Linked DNA regions of Mus musculus: regions 1, 2 and 4 are each linked to region 3. The links are chromatin contacts, called in public HiChIP or PLAC-seq maps. All regions are on one chromosome and are shown on one strand. The core of a region is the stretch at or near the end of the contact, and the rest is flanking DNA. Distances in the headings are between cores, read along the strand shown. Region 1 overlaps Rps6kc1 (ribosomal protein S6 kinase polypeptide 1). Region 2 holds the start of Rps6kc1 (ribosomal protein S6 kinase polypeptide 1). Region 3 overlaps Prox1 (prospero homeobox 1). Region 4 overlaps Rps6kc1 (ribosomal protein S6 kinase polypeptide 1).

Region 1 (3,274 bases), core at 387-2,886, 670 kb before region 3:
GCTCCCCAGACCAGTTTCTGTTTTCCAGCTTGCGTTCCGAGTCTGACAGGCTGGGGCAGGTGGAGGTAGTGGTCACTGCACAGGCCTTGCAAGAAAGCCTGTTCCACATTTCTAGTCCCTGCTCAGGTGCTAATAAAGAACACAGTGCATACGCCGACACTGCCACGTCGGAGGAGGTGTTGCTGTTCACAGAACCGACTAAAGAAGAAGCGAACTCTCTGTTCCAGAGAGACTCGGAGGCCCAGGAGCGAGGTGTGGGAGCCGGGGAAGCAGACAAGGAAATCCATCAGATCTTTGAGGACCTGGATAAACGACTAGCAGCTAGCTCCAGGTTCTTCATCCCAGAGGGCTGCATTCAGAGATGGGCAGCGGAAATGGTGGTAGCCCTTGACGCCTTGCACAGAGAGGGGATTGTGTGCCGAGATCTGAACCCAAACAACATCTTATTGAATGATGGAGGTCAGGAACTTTCACAAATGCATTTCTTTTTATTCGCTGTTGCTTCCAATTAACTGAGTAGGCGTTTTATCTTGTAATTAGTATCTTCATTTCCTGTCTAGAGCTTCATTATCAGTGCGGCAAATTCACCCCCAGTAATAGCTTCTAGTACTTAATGATGCCATTATTCTTAATGATACTGTTTTTAGCTACAAAAGGAGTAATTACAGTTCGCTTCTGCAGAAAATGGAAGAGAAAAATGTTTTGATTTCTCCTGTCGTTTTGTTTTTAGGACACATTCAGCTAACGTATTTTAGCAGGTGGAGTGAGGTTGAAGATTCCTGCGACAGCGATGCCGTAGCGAGAATGTACTGTGCCCCAGGTTAGAGCACTCTCCTCAAATGCTTCACTTGAAAGGTGGCTCTTGCTTCTCTCTGCCAGTTGTGCCTTTCACTAGTGGCTCACACACTCGTCGGGTCTGCTCACCCCTTCAGCCCTAACGAAGAAAAGTAGGGGATTGAACTGTATGGAATCTAAGATGGTGTGTATGGGTGTGCTCTTGGTAAAAGCATTTATATATCTCTGGAAACTCATTGTGTTCTTTGAAGTGTCTTAAGGAAGGCCTTGTGTCCCCTGAGCCTCTCCACATGGGTGGACTTGAAATTTTATTAAGATATGGGTCTGCTTTTTGTTTTTAACATCACAGATGTATGTCTGTGGCCGTCCAGGCCTCTGTTGGCATCCATAGTTAAGCATATCCGTTGAGTTTGTGTTGCCCTCTTGTCAGTGCAGATGGGGTGCTGTTTACCCCACAGCTTGCCCAGTTTTTCTGAGCACTAAGTCTCAGAAAGGCGCAGAGTTCACTCATCCCTCGCCCACTGGCTGCCAGGGGTCTCAGGCCGAGGGAGTGGGTGGGCTCCACTGGGTCACTGGGTGCCCACATGGGCTTTCGTTGGTGCTGGCTCACTGCTGTGCTGCTCACCTTGCTTAGCTCGGCTCCACAGGAAACGATGATAATTAGGAATAAAAGGCTTTATTGTTTTTAGGGAACCTTACCTTGGTGAGAGTTGCTGGGCTGAGGAAAGGCAGGTTTTCAACCCAATGCAAATTCCCCAACTTTCCCCCAAACAAGCACTTGTGAACCGATGCTGTTATGTAGTTAATGAATAACGGAAACGTTGTAGTGAGACTGTTTGCTCTTGTGTTCACTGGTGCCACTTTCTAACGTGGTTAAGAACTCACATGTTAGGTTCCAGCTAGCATGGCTATATTTGCTAATTACAGTGAATTTGGAGGTTTTAGAGTCCACCTTAGACCTGGGAGGAGAGCCTGTGAGTAAAGTGTGTTCTGTCCTGAAGTGGGGCCCAGTGTGCCACGGAGATTAGAGCTGAGTGTCGTGCGTGCATGCTTCTCTCCGAAGCAGTGGCTGTGGGGCTGTTTGCCATCTGAGCACTCACAGGCCGGTTCTCCTTTAGCATATGAGCCTTTTGACATGATGGAATAAAACTATCCCACACAAACCCTCAGTTTCACTCACTGAGTTTATCAGTTTCCAAGTGTACTGTTCCAGGTTAACAATTAATTCCAAGTAACAGTTTTCCATGTTCACCAGTTTCCAAGTCCAGGCTCCAGGAATGCCATTCCTCACATTTGACCAGCAGGTGGCAGTATACCATTAATGGATTCTTCGATTTCTGCAGTCCCCTTCCAGGTTGTCCTTCATAGTGTTTGGGGGAAAAAAAATCCAGCCAAACTGTAGTCTAAAGAGAGGCTTTGTTGTGATTGTTTGTATGAAAGAATTGCACCTTCCAGCTGCTTAACTGCTCTGTGCATGAGCCACGGGGGTTGTTCCTCCAACCCTTGGGCAGATCAACTTTAGCGACAAGGAGAAACCCAGAAAAGTAGATGCCTCCTTCTTGTTAACAGGACCTCAAACCTATAGAGGCAGAGCCTGCACCTCGGAATCCTAGAGGGGTTGGAGCCTCAAGCTGCAGCACATCCCTAAAAACCAAAAGGCTCTCCTGTGAGTAGGTAGTCTCCCTTGTCAGTGGCCGAGAGCAGTGGCAATGGGCCAGCATTCCAGTGCACAGTGACCACAGCAGAAGGTAAAGAGAGTCCCTGGCAGCAATTTCTCTCTCCCACATTCGGCCCTCCCCCTAACTCTGACCTGAGTCCCGCTGAGATAGTCACTAAAGCCAAAGCTCTGCTGCCTGGTTAGAAAGGAAAGTCCAGAGGGTGCTGAGGGGAGCTCTGCCCTCTGTTTATCCAGTGTGGCCTGCCCCTGCCCTCCTCCCTCCCGGGATCCTTATCAGCTGTTTGTTCAAAAACCATCACCCACCTGCCTGTACTTTATACTATCACCGCATCCTTTTATCTTGTGGATGATGTGCCTTGATATTTTGAGAAAAATTTCCAGTAACAGATTCGATTTACATGGACAGAAACTTGAGCAAACGCCAGACTAGCAGGGGGGCTATTATTCTGTTCTATAAATAAGTTTAGACCAGAAAACACTCACAGAAACCTGGGAATCAACATGTTTGGGTCTAATTGAGGGGAAAAGCAAGATAGATAAATTTTGAAATGCAAATGATCACCTTCTGTTGTTTAAGAATTGCTTCTGCCAACTTTGTGATCTTGGATTTAAAGCCACAGACCTCCAGCCATGTCTACGAAGGCTCACAAGTTCCTGCAAAAAAAACTAAGAACTTGAAAAAAAAAATCGCCTTTTATGTTAAAGCAAAGAGATCCAGCGATACAAAGACAAAACCCATGGAGCTCTGTCTGTCTGTGCCTGTGAAAAAGCCGGCCCTTAAATGGCTACAGCTGCGGCTCT
Region 2 (3,528 bases), core at 657-3,156, 780 kb before region 3:
ACTGCCCAGGAGAAAGACTGAATGGATGAGGTCATACCCACTCAGTGGACAGTGAGGAAGGGTGAAATGCAACAGAATACCATTGGTCCTTCTTCCTGGCTATCTGCCATCTGTCTTTCCTGTATCAGGCAGTTTCCTTTGATCAGAGGCCATTCTGGATTATCGGTTTTCTATAGCATGCCATGGTATGTACTGGTCATATTTATATACTTCGTTGCATACTAGTGATGGTATGTAAAGAAAGAGAGGAACAGTCTTTATAACTCCAATGCCTCATTAGTATAAAGTCTGACACATAGCAGGTAGTGAATTCAGGGTTAATGAATAAGTGATAGCTAGTTTTTTGACTGTATAGGCTTGAGCTAGAGAGATAACAGCAGTTAAGAACACCTGGTGCTCTTGCAGGGGACCTACCTGGATTTGGATCCCAGGACCCACATGAACCATCCTGGGGATCTGTGGTGATTTTTTTTTTTTGTGGGTACCAGGTATACATGTGGTCAACATACATGCAGGCAGGCAAAAGACCCATACACATAAGAGAAATAATAAGAAAAGCCTAAAGGCTCAGAAGAGGTTAATAGTCGAAGATCAAACATACAGGGTGGAGACATTATTAGAACAACGTTTTTCTTTCTGCCAAAGAGAGTGGAAATCAGCACATGAGTGGAGCAAGTAGTTTTCAAATGAGCAAGGGTGTCAGGCTGGGATGGAGATGTGAGCAGACAAAGGGTGCTAAAGTCACTCTTTTCCTTTGTAAAAGGATTTTTATTTTTATGTCTATGGGTGTTTTTCTGCTCTTAGGTATGTGTACTACTTGTGTGCTGGAGGAGGCCAGAAGAGGGCATCAGATCCCTCAGAACTGGAGTTACAGGCAGCTAAGAGCTGCCACTGGCATGCTGGGATTTGAACCTCACCCATTCCTCCGGAAGAGCAATCAGAGATCCTAACTAACTACTCAACCACATCTCTAATTCTTCTTACCATCTCTGTTTCTCCCTCTTTGTTTCTTCCCTTCCTTCCTTCCTTAATTGTGTGTTCTAGGGGTTAGAAGGCAGGGAGGAGAGGAAGCAAGAGACACAGAATTAACAACGACAGAACCTTGCAATGAATCTTTTGGGAATGAGAGCTCTGATCAAGAGAAAGTTAAAAAAAAATTGCCAGGTAGGGGATGCCAATCAATAGAAACTGGAGACTCTTTGTAGTGACTTTGAGAGTCTCCTTCTACAACCCCCACAACAGATGCACATTTAAGAGTCTAGGGACTGTTGAAAAAACAACAAACTTCTTTGTTGTTGTTGTTGTTGAGAGTCTTGTTATGTATAGCAGACTGCCCTGGATCCTGTGACTGAGCAAATTTTGTGTTTTGAGACAGGTTCTCCCCATGTAGCCCAGCTTAACTCTGAACTCACTACTTGACCCATGTTGGTCTCAAGCAATCTCCCTGAGAGAGTGGGAGGGATGCACTTCTATTCTACGTAGGGTGAGGGCTTGTCGTGCAGCTGTAGGTATGTCAAAGAGGGTTCATCTACGGGAAAATGGGGACGTGTCTGTCAGAGCGCTGCGATGTTGCTGTGGGCACCGCACAGAGTAAGTAGGGAAGGAAAGGAGATGCTTGGCTCGGGTACCGCTGCGTCCATCACCCAGGACTCTACAGGAGCACAGGGCGGGAGGCCCAACCCTCTCCCCAGCTCGCAAATTCTAGTAGACATCGAAGCTAGTGCACCAGGAGACTTAGTAGGGACGCCTCCGGTATCCATGGCGACTGAGCTAGGCGCTAGTAACCACAGCGGACGATACAGCTCGGAGAGGATCCAGAGCCGCACCTTCTTATCCCGAACGTCGACCGGGATGACCCGGAAGTCTGTGTGGTGATCCGGAAGCAGATCCAAGCGACAGCCCCCCAGGAGCCACCGCCCCCTCTTCGCGGTGCTCGTGCTTAGTGCTGCGTGGAGTCCGGCACAGCTGGGGCTGCCCGATGGTCCCCAGCTGGCGGAAGCACGGGCGGAGGGAGGATGACCTCTCCTTGGGGTCACAGTGCGGACCTGGCCCGCTTCTACACTGTCACCGAGCCCCAGCGACACCCCAGGGGCTACACTGTCTATAAGGTTACCGCACGGGTGAGTTTCTGGATAGGGACACTGGGCGGGGCACGGGCTCCGGGCTGCGGCTGGGTGCGGCGAGTGGTAGGTAGGTTGGTAGGGAGGGATGGAGACTCGGACAGGAGACCCTAGACAGTACACAGGAACTCCAGGCAGAGATGGGACTCTAGGTTCGAGATGTTGAGGACCCCAGGCAGGAGATGGGATCTCAGAATGGAGATGCTGGGGACCCTTGCCAGGAGACAGGACTCCAGGATGGAGATATTGGAGACCTCAGTCAGGAGAGAGGGACCCCAGGATGGAGATGATGGGAACTCTAAGCATGAGAATGGACTCCTGGTAGACTGGAGTGCAGGCTCCATAAGGGATGCTGGGCTCCACCAGCCATTCTGGGGTGGAACACTGGTGGATGTCTTTAAATGGATGACCTAGTCCTCTGTCCTATGTGGACTTTCTCTTGAAATGAAATTTGCAGAATTGGGCTGGTGCATTCCAGAGGGAAAACACACACTTAAAAATGTTAGTGGGTGTGTTGTGGGGCTTATGTAACGGAAGGGACGTTTCCTCTTCTCATTCAGTGGCTGGCTTGCCGTGAGGCAGGTAGAATCTTGGGAAGATTTCGCTGTTAAGACGCTCGTCTTGGATCTTTAGCCTTTGCTTCTGAGTTTTGATGAGTCTTTTCAGGAGACACATGTGTACTTAAGTGAGACTTGAGGGTGGTTGGTGTGGCACAATGGCTCAGCAGGTAAAGATGCTTGCTGTCAAGCCCGAAGAACTGTTTTCATTCCCTGGGACCTACATGGTGGAAGGAGAGAACTGACTCCTGCAAATTGTCCTCTGACCACTGAAGGTGTCGTCCCCCCAAATAAATAAATGGTAATTTTTTTTTACATAAATTCACTGTTCCAAATTTAGTACTGTTTTTCTTAAATTTTGTTGCCTCAGCTTAAGTTTTGAGAACTCGTTTTCCTGGGAAATGAGAACAATAACATGAAATAAGTGCTTATGTGCACTGCTGTGTGTATGCTGGGCATTTTGTACAACTTCATGATGAGGAAGCAGATTCAAGGAAGTTTAAAAGTTTGCTAAAGTTTCTGTTGCAGAGCAGTAGCAGCTTTGAGCTTCGGGACCAGTTCTGCTTAACCCACGATGAGGAAACTCAGTTGCTAGTGTTAAGTCTTGAAGAAGAGGGGTATTGACGGAGGGGCAATAATAATGTTAATAGTGCAGTGAATATTCAAAAAGCACTCAGGAATCTGCCCTGAGGAAGCTGAGAGAAGAGATTGGGGTAAACTGAGCTTGGGGCATGCAAGGGGCTGGCAGCATTTGGAGATGATGCAGAGTCAGACAGATGGGAGTGTGTCGCTGGGTTGAGCAAGTTTCTCAAGACAGCAAGAAGACCAAGTTCTTAAGAGTAGGGAGAAGT
Region 3 (3,545 bases), core at 51-2,550:
GTAATATGGCTTTAGCTCACTGAGTCTATTGATTTTCTTAAATTAATGTTTACAGAATGCTACTGAATTTTGCTCAACAGAACATTGTTCTTTTGTAGCTTTGTTTTAAAATAAAAGGGGGGTGGGGGGAAGACGAGACTATTATGCCATATGTTCTTTTGCTTAAACCAAGGAAACACAGCCCCCTCCCACTCCATGTGTGCATGTGTATTTTTGCTTTAAAAAAAAATTCCTAAGAGTATTTATTCTTCAGATGTTTAAGTAGCTAAATGTGTAGCTAGGAGATAGGTTCACTCTTGGGACCCCGCATTACTCAAGTATTAAAGTAATTGAATCCTCCAAGGGGCCTGAAAGTTGAATGCCCCCTGCAGCATCAGAGGGAGGGAAGGGGGATTTAGGCCTAATTTTAGTTGTTGTGAAAACCTCCCTTTAGTGTGATTCTGGAGGCTGCCCCCGCCTGCACACAGGTAGAGAGAGCATCCAGGACATCCTAATCACATTTACATGCCAGTTGGCCCTTTCTCTCTCTATCACACCCCAAACACAAACACACAAACACACACACACACACACACATGCACACAACCCTCCCTCTGTCTCACACATACACACACACACAAACTCACACACACATGCACGCACACACACAAAACAGGACGCCTTACTCTTAGATCACGGTGCTCAGGGCTAATACATACTCAGACTGTAAAGATGACTCAAAACTGTCTCTTCCCAAGAAAGAACACACTTCCATTCAGCCCCTGACATTACAGAAGGTGAGACTTTGAGTCCCAGTTATGAAATAAGCAAAATAAAATACAAAGCATCTTTCTCCCATGTGTGGACCCAGCCAATAATGTCACCCAAGCAGACTCAAAACCAGGCTCTGCGCATGCTCATTAACCATGGGAAGACGCTTCCCAGGAGGCAGAACTGTGCTCTGAAGTTTCTGTCCACTCTGAGAAGGGTGAGAGAATCCCACAATTCACCAATAGCATCCAAACCTCCCAGTCTTCTGAAAGGCAGGGGAGTCTGGGCTGTCCACACAGCACAACCGCATGCATGGGTGGCATCGTGTGGCCATATTTCATAGGTCCATGATTTCTTGATTCTGCTCCTGGCTGGAGTTAGGGTGACCAAGAAAGAGGCAAGGAGCAACCATACGGTCTCTGTATCTGTTATGGCTGATAGTCTCTGTGAAGAGTACAGCCCCATCTGAGCTCATCCATCTAAGCCCACTCTTGAGCAGTACAGGTCCCCAGCTTACGCCACTGCAGTCAGGAGACAGGCCTCTCCTTGATCAATATTTACTTAACAAACAGCAGGGATGGGCGAGTTTGTTTAGAGGAGTCATGTGCCCACCAGGGTGAAAGGCTCGGAAAGAACTTCAGCGTTGGTCTCTTTCATGGGACCTTTGTGTCCCAGGCATGCCCGTGTTGGGGAGATAGATGCCCTTCTTCCTCTGAACTCTTCCAAAGACGTTCAGAAGTCGTCTGGGAAATGCTTTGGTGTCTCTGCTTGGTGAACTGTCGTGTTCATACATATGGAGGGTTCACGCTGTGTGTTTAGTTTTGAAGAACATTTTAGAGTCTGATTTTTCTCAGCACATCTCTGTGCAGGTTACACATTATGGAAAGGGCCCAAAGATTAATTAAGAGTAACTGTAACATTTTATATATGGATATATATATATGGAAACATACTTACATGTGTGTGTAAAATATATAAAAATATATAATTATATAAGCCCCCCCCAAAAGGCTTTGCAGATTTTCCGAGATGCCTAGCCAGCCCTGTGCCTCAGATGTATTTAACTCTCCTCTTAAATATGAATTCAGCGGTGCCCCCGAAGTTGAGACCACTTTTCTTTCAACTTGCAATTGTTTGCCAGCTCCAGTCCCTGTGACTCAGAGGCATCTGCGGCTAGTTCGAGGGGTTTTGTTTCAGTCAATGGGGAGGGTCTGGGGATGCTGGGGGTGGGGGAGTTATTTATTTATTTGATTTGGTGAGTCCCGGAGTTGTAAAAAGCTGTCTGAAATATTCATGCAGAGCGGTCTGAGAAGCCGGGTTTCTGTTTTATTTACTGCACAGTAGAACAACCACAGCGGATTAGTTCTACAATACCCGTAACAAAAGCCCAACAGCTGATGCATGTGATGTTAGGAGGTGACAAAACAGTTAAAGTATGCTGCTGGCTATGGGCAAGCCAGTCAGCAGATGCAGACAAAAGGCCTGTGACAGGAATAACTCTCTCCAAGGCGAGCAGTGAAGAGTATCCAAAATACCAGCACCCTTTTCTCCTTGACATTGTCTTCTCGAAGTCAGCATTTTATTGCCCTTTTATAGTATTAAAAAAAAAAAAGTGGGGAAGGAGAAAGAAAGAAAACCCACACACGAACGGATTCACCAGAACGCAAGCAGGGGCTCTCCTTTCTCCCCTCTCAGCCACTCCTGTCAACCTTATACGCGTCTTCCGTTTACATGTTGAAGTTTGGGGTGGGGGCTGGGGATTAGCTTACAAGACAACGTGTCCAAAACATCTTCCTTACAAAGACTGGGACCTGGTGATAGGCTGAAGCGGCCATTGGGCGGTGGTTCTTGGGGTTCTTGGGGCTGCAGGGGCGGGAGGGGGCAATGCTTGGCTTGTTTTCTATCCATTTCAGTAAAGATGATTCCATTGGTGAGCTGAGGCCAGTGGGCCAGTTTTTGAAGGGGATCAAGAATGGAGGACTGTCCACTGGGACCTGAGCAAAGGGCAGGGTTATGGTCCCCCCTCCTCCCCTACAAGAGGCTAGTGAGTGAGCTGACCGATGCTTCAGAGGTGTGAAAAATCAGCTTCCCTGTCTCCAGAAAATAGGAGAGACTGTCTTCTTTTTAACCTTTGTAATTCCCCCCTCTATTCTCTGTGACATTCATTCAGCTGCCAAGAGCGTTTGGCAAGGTTTGGGCCAGCGAGCACACTTCCAGTGACCGCTAACCTTGGTATGTCCTGACACTTATGATGAGTGTCTGCAGGACACAGAAGGCAGGCAGCCTGCTATGTCAGGCTTTCATTATGGACTGCAGAGACTGGGGACGGCCAGTTTAATAAAACAAATCACCCTTGAAGGTAAAGCAACTGGGAAGAGGAGGAGGAAGACAGGAGGGGGATGTCTTTGCCACTCAATCCTATGAGAGAGAGAGAGAGAGAGAGAGAGAGAGAGAGAGAGAGAGAGAGAGCACAAAACACCCCCCCCCAGCCAGCCAGTCCACTGCATGTGTGTGCTGCCCAGCTGTGTACTGCGCAGATGTAAACTCTTTTCTTCCATCCTTCAGGAACCCACAAGCCCCCGCTCACTCTGATCAATCAGTAAACGAGAGCAGACAATCAGGATGGAGTTGGTAGATGCTTGTTGGTCATCTCCCCTCAGAGTAGCCAGTGTATTCAAGTACCTCATCATGAGTCTGTCTTCTAAATGTCAAGGCAAGACTATTTGGGGTGAGGCTCCTAGGCTGGGATGCCTTTTTATCAGAGCAAAGTTTCCACTGTCCCCTCCTGAAGAACT
Region 4 (3,629 bases), core at 121-2,620, 720 kb before region 3:
CTGTGGGATTTTCACTCAGGTCTCCCAGTTTGCACAGCAAGTGGTCTATCTCCTGAGCCTTATCTCAGGCCTTCTGAGTGCGCTACCAAAGGACTCACTGATTTTCAGGTGCATTCGATTACTGTGGCCACAGGCTATGCCCGTGCCTTCTGCCTCCCTCCCAGGCTTACCTGAAGTCAGGCCCCACCATCTGCTCAGCTTCAGCCACGGGGATTTTTCTGTCTCCTTAGAAACACTGAGCCCTTGCTGCCGCGCTTGGATATGTCCCCATCTTCCTGGTTGACTCTGGTCAGCGGAGGAAGCCTTCCCTCAGTTCTGCTCAGACCAGAAGCCCTTTTCCAACCTCTTGCCACTGCACACCTCTGCTTGTTTCCATGGTGGATGGACTCCTGTGCTGTCAGTCACCAAGGCGTCTGTCTTGTCTGCAGGCCCTCAAACCTGAGTGGTCTGTTGTGCATCATTTTGTCCTAATGGAGCATGTGGAACAGAAGGTATTCTCTGGAAATGTTTGCATTTTCCCCATAGAAGTAGGTGCTTGGTGCAAGAAGGAGATGGTTCACGGAGAACAGTGCTTCTTGAAGAGGGAGAAAATGAGTTGAATCTTGACGATTGTGGCTAGCAGCCAACAGGCAAAAGTGTACAGAGTCCAGCCATTGAAATGTATCAGTTATGCGTGTTGTTAGATGAATATCTTGTTACGTAGATGTCCGAGGGAGCCTGTGATCTTCTGGCTTTCACACAGTGCCCTGTCCCCTTTTCTTCCTTGTCTTGTGTACCTGCTCTAGCAGCCCTGGAACTGGACTCTGTTTTCTTTATTTGGACTCCATCCGTAAGTCCCTCTCGCTATAAGACAAGTGTTGGCAACTGGGCAGCTGTCAATTGCTTGATGTAATATTTCTGATCTTTATGGAAACAGGATGTTACTAGATTCCTGTGGTCCAGCGGCCACTCATATTCTGGAGAAACAATGTCACAGTAATAGTTCATTGAAGAACATAGTAGCTCATCATCAGAGGTTTCTATCAAGTAGTTACGTCTGGACCCCAGCGTGGGACTCTCCATGTCTCTAGCAGTCTTGTGTGTGACGTTCTGATCACTCAGGCCTGGAGCTGGGCTCTGCTCATGCTTTGGCTGTTCCCCTTTGTGTTTTTATTTCTTTTTAAAGTGTACGCATATTTGCTTTTTGTGTGTTCTTATACACACACACACACACACACACACACACACAGACACACAAACACACACAGATACACACACATGGTACACTTGTGTGCCATGATATAAATATGCAGATCAGAGGGCAACTGGCTCCTCCTGTGGGCCCCAGGGACAACTCAGGTCGTCAAGTTTGACAGCAAGCTAAAGATAACACATTGAGTCATCCCGCTAGCCCTTCCCTTGATTTTTAGACAGGGTGTGGTGTAGCTTAGGCTGGCCTGGAACTGGTGGTGAATTCACTATCTTCTTGTTGGAGGGTAGGGCTGAGATTATAGGGGTGAGCTACCACATCCAGCTGTTTTTATTGTCCTTTTGTTTCTAATGGGGAGAAGGCGCTGGGGAAGACTATATAGCATTGTGATTATTTTGTAATTTTAGGAGGTCACATGCCTTGGGTCATCAGGACTGTCTGTCCGCAGTAGGTTTACTATTGGGGAGCAGGATTAGTTACGGTGACAGCAGTGAGGGTACCACGATCTCTGCGGGCCAGCCCGGTGTGTGCTGGGTGTGTCTGAGGGGCTGCGGTGCCAGAACAGTCTCTAAGCTGTTGACCATGACCATGGGGAGGTTTTGCTGTCTGTTTTCTATGATCTACAGTGCTGGAGTTCCTAGAGGGTCACAGGCAGAGGAAGAAAGTCAAGATACAGTTTGCCAGCGTGGGCTCCTTGAATTTTTCACTATTTTCATGTCAGCTTTTATGCTGAGAGTTTCACATTTTAATGACAAAAATGTTTACTGGAAATTATAGCTTGGAAAAAGAGCAGTGCTTTCGTGCTTCAGCAAAAAGCTAGGTAAAGCACTGCTGGTAAAGTCGCTGTGGAGTTTGATATTCAGACTGTATGAGCAGTAAACAGCATCTGAAATCACCACTTGCACATTGCAACAAACACATCATCATCTGCTTAAAAAAGAGTTATAATTACAGTTGACGAAGCATGGACACCATAAAAAATGCATTAGTGTGGCTTGACACATTAATTACCTGTTTTTGCAGATGTTTTTATGTATTGTTGTGTGAACAGTTTACAAAATAATTACAGGAAAGTCATATGGAAAATAAACTAAGTGGGCGGCTCCTCATCTAAATATTTTCATTCCTGTGCGTGTGCGCGCGGCACAGCTGCTGTGCTGCACAAGGCGGGGACAGAGAGCCCCCCAGGCTGAGGAGACGACCTCTGTCAGCAGCTCGAGCACATTTTATGTCTTCAGCAATACAGTTTACAAACGGTCACTTCAAAGGATTGGGTTAATCCTGTGATTACTGAAGAAATTATTGATTCAGATAGGAAGAAGTGTAAATATCCAGGAATAATGTAAGTCAAATTAAATAAAAAATAAACCCGAAACCTCAAGTGGAAACCGACTGTCTAGCTGTTTGGAAACTACTGCTTTAGCACTGACAGGCTCGAAGGCTCTCTGAGAAAATTTTAACATTTTTTTGGGGGGCGGTGGGTTGGTTTTTCGAGACAGGGTTTTTCTGTGTAGTCCTGGCTGTCCTGGATTGCACGCTGTAGACCAGGCTGGCCTCGAACTCAGAAATCCGCCTGCCTCTGCCTCCCAAGTGCTGGGATTAAAGGCGTGCGCCACCACTGCCCGGCAAGTTTTAAAATTCTTCTGTGCCGCCTCGCATTAAGAGCTGTGATCTGTAACTCGCAGATTGTTGTGGGTTCAGGACCAAGCGTTGCTCTGCGTAAACTGCTCAGTTCAGTTTCCGGTTGGTTCTCGTTTGAGTGTGACCCTGCCTTTCCTCAACAGCTGTCATACTGCTGTGGGTGGCCACAGAAGTGAGTGTCATTGAAGAATTGCCGGACACAGGGCATGCCTCCTGTGCTCTTACAAACCATTAAAACAGGCATCTCTCACACCTGTGCCTGGCGGTAGGAGAAGTCGTTGGTGGCGCTCGTCCTGCTTACTGTGGTTTACAGTTACTTAGAATGCCTGCATTTCTTGTTGATACTGTTTTGACAATTTCAAGCAAAATTATTCAAAATGTCATTTCCTCTTTTAGTGTGACCATGTTGTTTAGTTCTGCTAGGGTCCTTTTGTGTACATTTCAATGACAGAGACTGTGGTCCCCAACAGCACATCTTATGCATTTGTTTGTAGCTTTTTAGGAGAGAGGCACCCAGGCATAGGGAGGGGCAGGAGAGTCACCCCTAGCTGTCAAGATATAGTCCCCTTATCCCCGCTCCAGTTTGAAAATAAATAGAAAACTGGAGAAAGCCACAATTAGCAAGTATAAATGTGTGCCCTTCTAAGTCAAGTCCTGAAGTCCTGTGTCACCCTGCCTAGGACACAAGCCATCCTTTTGTCTAATGTGTGTGTTATGTGCCTGCCTGGCCGTCATCCTGACTGTTTATGGTATAGCAGCAGCTTTATGTAGACCTGTCTCCTTTGGAGACTTTGGATGT

The links. HiChIP or PLAC-seq counts read pairs in DNA pulled down with a chosen protein or histone mark.
Region 1: an H3K27ac HiChIP or PLAC-seq map of extraembryonic endoderm stem cells shows a contact between it and region 3, with 6 times the contacts expected there. The contact joins two enhancer-like sites. A contact is called at or near these places in 4 of 484 Hi-C or Micro-C datasets (the AML12 cell line, liver and nephron progenitors), 5 of 115 datasets of contacts at active chromatin or transcription factors (VIP interneurons, embryonic basal ganglia, embryonic hindbrain and 2 more) and 1 of 9 other capture datasets (embryonic stem cells).
Region 2: a contact with region 3 is called in an H3K27ac HiChIP or PLAC-seq map of extraembryonic endoderm stem cells, with 4 times the contacts expected there. The contact joins the promoter of Rps6kc1 here to the enhancer-like site in region 3. A contact is called at or near these places in 2 of 39 promoter capture datasets (cranial neural crest and stem cell-derived epiblast-like cells) and 5 of 115 datasets of contacts at active chromatin or transcription factors (the SCID.adh cell line, embryonic limb bud, extraembryonic endoderm stem cells and 2 more).
Region 4: a contact with region 3 is called in an H3K27ac HiChIP or PLAC-seq map of extraembryonic endoderm stem cells, with 6 times the contacts expected there. The contact joins two enhancer-like sites. A contact is called at or near these places in 1 of 115 datasets of contacts at active chromatin or transcription factors (extraembryonic endoderm stem cells) and 1 of 9 other capture datasets (embryonic stem cells).

What each region holds. Positions count from the first base shown.
Region 1 is chr1:190,796,198-190,799,471 of GRCm38.p6, reverse strand. It overlaps Rps6kc1 (ribosomal protein S6 kinase polypeptide 1), which reads left to right. Exons shown (of 15, transcript NM_178775.4): 11 at 1-459; 12 at 731-820. Among named protein-coding and RNA genes, the nearest start is that of Gm51740, 22 kb to the left of the region's middle. Within about 2 kb of position 1,636, at least 18 of the 459 cell types and tissues checked have an H3K27ac peak or open chromatin away from gene starts, as enhancers often do. A contact at or near this core is called in extraembryonic endoderm stem cells and liver, where this site is marked.
Region 2 is chr1:190,910,148-190,913,675 of GRCm38.p6, reverse strand. Rps6kc1 (ribosomal protein S6 kinase polypeptide 1) reads left to right here and starts at 1,906. Exons shown (of 15, transcript NM_178775.4): 1 at 1,906-2,120. The coding sequence starts at 2,016.
Region 3 is chr1:190,127,491-190,131,035 of GRCm38.p6, reverse strand. All of the region lies in intron 4 of Prox1 (prospero homeobox 1), which reads left to right. Among named protein-coding and RNA genes, the nearest start is that of Prox1os, 41 kb to the left of the region's middle. Within about 2 kb of position 1,300, at least 39 of the 459 cell types and tissues checked have an H3K27ac peak or open chromatin away from gene starts, as enhancers often do. A contact at or near this core is called in extraembryonic endoderm stem cells, liver and stem cell-derived neural progenitor cells, where this site is marked.
Region 4 is chr1:190,852,417-190,856,045 of GRCm38.p6, reverse strand. All of the region lies in intron 6 of Rps6kc1 (ribosomal protein S6 kinase polypeptide 1), which reads left to right. Among named protein-coding and RNA genes, the nearest start is that of Gm51740, 34 kb to the right of the region's middle. Within about 2 kb of position 1,370, at least 12 of the 459 cell types and tissues checked have an H3K27ac peak or open chromatin away from gene starts, as enhancers often do. A contact at or near this core is called in extraembryonic endoderm stem cells, where this site is marked.